2 separate regions of the Oryzias latipes genome follow, and region 2 is linked to region 1. Evidence: chromatin contacts called from public Hi-C data. All regions are on one chromosome and are shown on one strand. The core of a region is the stretch at or near the end of the contact, and the rest is flanking DNA. Distances in the headings are between cores, read along the strand shown.

Region 1 (2,700 bases), core at 89-2,588:
CTTCTTTACAATGTTGCAGGCGGCGTGGTGGAGGTCTGCGTCTCTTTTTGCTTCTTCCAAAACCTGACGGCAGAAACGAGTGAGATCCAAGAGGGTTGAGATGTGTGCGCTCCCAGATTGATCTGGTGCAGTTGTACCTTCCTGGCCTGCTCCTGCAGATATCTGATCTGGTCTGCAATCACTGTCAGCTTGTTGCAAGCGTTGGCTTTAACAAACTCGTCTCCCTAGGAAGATTTAAAAAAAAGAAAATCAAACCCCGTATTTAAGGTGTTACTTGGATTATATGCGTCAGTGACATGAGGGGTGAAAAGACACACACCTTCTGTACTTGTCCTGCCAGAGCCACCAGATCCATGGGGTCTCCCACTCTGTTGGTCTGGTAGGAGCTGACCAGTTCCAGCCCACTGGGTGCCGGGTTTCTCTCAACCAGAGTGACTACAACACAAGGAAGGTTACATGATAGAAAACTAATGTTGCAGCCACAAGTCTCTTTCTTTAGTTATTCCACTGTAAGTACAGGACACGCATAGTACCAATTTATAATGTAATATAAATTGGTACTATGCGTGTCCTGTACTTACAGTGGAATAACTAATGAATATATGAAAGCAAAAAAGGAAGTGAATTTAAATTAATTCTCAATAGAAATGGTTAGGTTAGCATTATCGAGTAATTATTTTCTGACTTTAATTGTTTTCTACTTTTTCTTGTTTGTTTTATCTTTGTCTGTTGGAACATTAGTGTTAAGATCTCTGCTTCTGTCAAGCGCCAGTTTTTCAAAATAAGAGCTCGGATCTGCGTTGAAGGAAATTCTAACAGATTGTTGGTTACATTTTAATTATTGTGTGTTTGTGACACTTCACAAAACCTACCCACATATAAATGACATTAGTGGTTGTAGGAGGGGCGTCTCAACGGATATGGGAACATTTTGTCCATCAACATTCAAACAAAGATCATAAATGAAACAAAATCCGGATCCACAAACACGAAAATTTAAAAGACTCAGCTTGTGTGGTAGAAAGTATATGTGAAAACAGCAACATAAAGATAAAGTAATAACAGAATAACGATGCTTAAAATAAAAAAATGTAATTACTGTTTAGCTATTTTAATCGTATAATGGTTAACAAAATTCACAAGAAAAAAACGACAATCAATTGGTACCTTTAGTTGTGTTCTCAGGCTGGTTCGGTAGACTAACCGTCCTCTCCATTTTATGTTTAATCGCTATTGAACTCCTCTTCACTACCGAAAACGAGATTTATAGGGCTGCTCTTCGTTCTCCACTCACCGGTTTAGTAACGTGCTGAAAATACTGTGGCCACCACCCTTTTTTCTTGGCTTAGTAGGACACATATGTGCCTGTACGAAATCAAAGCAAATAAACTTTTCTTTCAATTTAGGCTTTTTTTATATTGTTTGTTTTTACCCCAGTTATAAATTATAATCAATAATCAATGAAAAGTTAAAAAAAATTATATCAGCCCCAATAAAACGTTTTTTTCCCTTTTCAGGCATAACTTTGGACCCCTAAATCCCCAAACCCAGGTTACAGCTGATATATTTGTTACATGTTGGAGTTACAGCATCGCACGTGTCATAGCTTAGTTGTTTTTACCCCCCCCCCCCCCATGAGTATTTAAATAACTGGATCCTAACCAACAGAAGATTGTTCGTTTGTCACATTTCTTAAAGCTTTAAACCTGTGTAAAATATCTGAAATTTTAGGATTACAATCCTAAAATGTGTACTATAATTCAGTAAATGATCTACGCTTGGGGTTGATTGACAGCATGTTATTGCTCCAGTACAGGTTTGGGTAATGGGGCACCAGGAAGTTTTTGCGGTTAAAAAAAGTTTAAATAAATAAATGAATCATTTTGAATCAATAAAAAAGCTATTTTAATTTTTTTTTTTAACAAAAACAGGTAAGCCTACATGTAAAAACACTGAAAAATGGTACCTAAAATGATAACATAAGTCATACCTTAAAGAAAAATAACACGTCATATTATCTTACTTAGACTGACAAGCCTTTCCATTAGAATCACCTTAACTCATTTAGTTTTACATGATTTTCCCACTTTAAGATCAACAAAGTCTCTTATCCTCATATTTTACCTTAGCTTTAAACTTTAATTAAAAAAAGAGGCTTAAGGACGACATGTAACACTATTGCCATTACTAAAAAGTCAAAATAAATTCTTACATTTACTAACATATGTCACATTTGTTGCTAGTATAACAAGTGGTAACATTTATTTGCATTTAGAAAAGTAAAGTTTCACGCCCATAAGAAAATTTATTTTTACCAAAAACATGCAAATAACATTTTTGTATACAAGTTATTTTTGAGTATGGATAAAAATTTCTAGTGATCGGAGTTTTTTTTAAAGAAATTAAATAGTAAAAAAGAAATATTAAAAGGGGAAAAAAGCACTTTTCATTAAACATGATGATGGGACAGGGCGTCATGTAAACACAAACGTTTAGTTATGTAAATGTGGGTAAATGGACGTTTCAAAATGTAACTTGATGATTTGGGGGTGTGCACTGAGTGTCCAACCCCACCTCCTGCAGCAAGCCCCGGCCTGAGCGCTGACACCTCCCCACCAGCTCCCCTCTCGGTTCCAGCCGCTCGGCCCGGACGTTTCCCACCATGGAGCTCCGCTCCGCGCTCTTCCTCCTCTGCCTCGC
Region 2 (2,700 bases), core at 2-2,501, 140 kb before region 1:
GAAAAGTTAAAAAAATATATATTTCACCATCTGTGACTCAGTTTCTGGCATTTCAAAATAAGAGTTTCTGGTCTGTCACTTGTGCATTTTTTTAAACACTGCAAGAAAAGCAAAGAGTTACGGAAAGCCTCAGTTATAAATTGTCTTTTTGAAAAAAAAATTTTTTTTAAATGATTGTTGCTAAGAGCAGAAAGTTTCTTCTTTGAAAGGTTCAAGTTTTGAAAGAGGCATCAGAATAATTTTACAAAAACTGTCTTCACATGTGACCAAAGTGGAGATTCCTGAGGCCCTGCGTCAGGCTGGCGACCCGTCCCGGACTGGATGGATGGAGATGCCTGATCATAAACACACCAAACTTCCTTTAAGCGCTCAAGCACGGCGGTGGAGGGTTGATAATTTGGACCTTTCTGAAACCAGGTTAAAGTGTCTACTTTTGTAACTTTTATCATAAAAATAAAGAAGTGTGAAGTTTGAGGATTAGAATGACAACAAAAGTGAGGTTTTATCTTTATTTTTGAAAGGTTCACTAAAAATGTAAAAGCATATAAGAGTGAGATACATATTTATATATGCAATCACAACCGTTTTTGTGGAGCTCTATAACATCATCTATTACATTTTATTTCTATAGTTTTCGCATTAAGGAATGTTGTTGGGCGGACTGTGATTGCACTGTACATTTATCTACTTCTGCATTTTAACTCATTAAATGTTCTGGAACAAGGAAGCCTATAAAAAGCTTACATTTTTATTTGGTTAATTAAAGTTCCTGTTTAAATATTTTTTGATGCTAATTTACATTTAATAAATAAATCTATTTATTCAAATGTACTTAGTTAAATCTGCATTCAGAACACAATCTGGAAGGTAATTATAATACTGAATGACCAGAAAAACAATTAAGGTTAAAGCTAATATTACATATACTAAAAGTGCTGGGTGTTTGCAGGATAAACAGTTCCTTTTTTATATTTTAAAAGTTCGTTTTATTTGTTGTAATAGTTTTTAACGGATTAGGAATGAAAACTAAACTTACTCGATTATTGCTGCTGCCGCTTTGTTCAGGTAAGCTACGTCAAAAACTTTGAGCAGCGGTTTCCATCGCTCCTCTGGCTCCTCATCCAGGCTGATGCTCACCGTTGGAGGGGCAACCTGAGCCCGGCATGGGGGGCCCAGCAGCGGGAGCAGCAGCAGCACGACGGTCCACTCCATCGCAACCAATCCAGTTCCTGCTGACCGCCGGACAGCTGCTGGGAAAAGCGAGGTCTAAACTTCCCGTGAAGATTTTCACAATAAAACAAAACCAACACCCCCAACACTTTTTGAGGCTCGCCTGTTTTTGAAGGCTGTCACTTTCAGTGGTAGTATTATATTGTATTTTGCATTTATTTAAAATATATGGAAATTTAAAAACTTAAAAAATACAGGATTCTCGTATCAAAGTGTTCAATCGAGTTAACAAAGGAGCCGTGCTTTTATTTTGAATGTTGTCACAGCGGAAGTTATTGAAGGGAACAAGGAGGAGAAAATGAAACAAAAATGATCACCAGAGATAACGTTTAGAAGTTAAAACAAATTAAAGTTCACAAAAACAATTTTTTTAAAGAGAAAAAAAAATAATGAAACAAAATCCGAATGATCCGCCAGTGTTTTAGCACAGTCGATGTATTTGAGTGAATTCAATTTACCAGGAAGTTCGTTGAGAGGGATTTTCCCTGGCTTTTCCTTTATTATTAAAAACAAACTTCTCAAAATCCAATAAACAAACAACCACAACAAAAAAACGTTTTTATCTATTTAATTTAAAGAAAACGAAGAAATAATTGTTTAATTATAGGGCAATAAAGTTTGTGGTGTAAACCTTTATTCTGATTACAATTTTGGAATTCACTCTATTAACAAATATATGAATTTGAGGCTTACAGAGAAAAAAAGGATCAGGAAACATGCTTTTGCTCTAGTTTTCAGATTATAGCCAAATCTGAACACAAAAGCACGCACAAACACACACCACTGCCTCATTCCTCAGGGATTTATCCTCTTATAAAGGATCAGAATCACTGCTTACTGATAAAGATAACCTTTCATGAACATTTCTGACAGGTTTTTTTTGTAAGAATTCCTAAAAAAAAAAAAAAGCTAAATATTCCCAAATATTGTCATGCCTATTCAGAGGTCAAACAAATAGCGCCACAGTTGTGTTAGATCCACAGAGGGGTCACTGTGCAGAGGCATCTCAGTCGCTGTCCTTTCTGTAAAACAAACGTTCTGTCTTCCTGCTTCAACAAGGTCAACCCATCATTTCTGACCTTGGTGAAATGCTCTTTGTCTTGTGACTGCCCTCTAGTCATAATTTTTGAACATTGGGGTCACTGTTTTCTGCAATCATGGTTAAAAATGTCACTTTAGGGAACACCGCATCTTTCCACGCTCAATGAGTCCATTTCATTCATTTCCCACTCGTTTTCATCTTAGGAAGAATCTTTTTTGTTCCAGTGAAATTGGAGCAAAACGACAGCCTCCATCCAGATGGCAGTGTGTCCTTGAGTTAGGTAATACATTTATCACTGTGTCTGCATGTGTTTTGACTAGGAAAAAGTTGAGCACCTTTTAGAAATCAGTTATGCTTTTTTAGCTTCATAAATCTATTTGCTTTTTGCATAAATGTGTGCAAAACAATAACTTAAAGAGTGAAAGCTA

The links. A called contact is a pair of places that touch in the nucleus more often than the background predicts.
Region 2: a contact with region 1 is called in a Hi-C map of gastrula embryo, with 2.1 times the contacts expected there. The contact joins the promoter of naaa here to the promoter of c5h1orf50 in region 1. A contact is called at or near these places in 3 of 5 Hi-C or Micro-C datasets (embryo, fibroblasts and gastrula embryo).

Annotation. Positions count from the first base shown.
Region 1 is chr5:24,468,104-24,470,803 of ASM223467v1, reverse strand. c5h1orf50 reads right to left here and starts at 1,338. Exons shown (of 5, transcript XM_004069050.4): 1 at 1,168-1,338; 2 at 320-435; 3 at 138-224; 4 at 1-63. The coding sequence starts at 1,216. It overlaps p3h1 (prolyl 3-hydroxylase 1), which reads left to right and starts at 2,614. Exons shown (of 15, transcript XM_004069200.3): 1 at 2,614-2,700. The coding sequence starts at 2,663.
Region 2 is chr5:24,603,621-24,606,320 of ASM223467v1, reverse strand. It overlaps naaa (N-acylethanolamine-hydrolyzing acid amidase), which reads right to left and starts at 1,251. Exons shown (of 11, transcript XM_004069054.4): 1 at 1,037-1,251. The coding sequence starts at 1,212.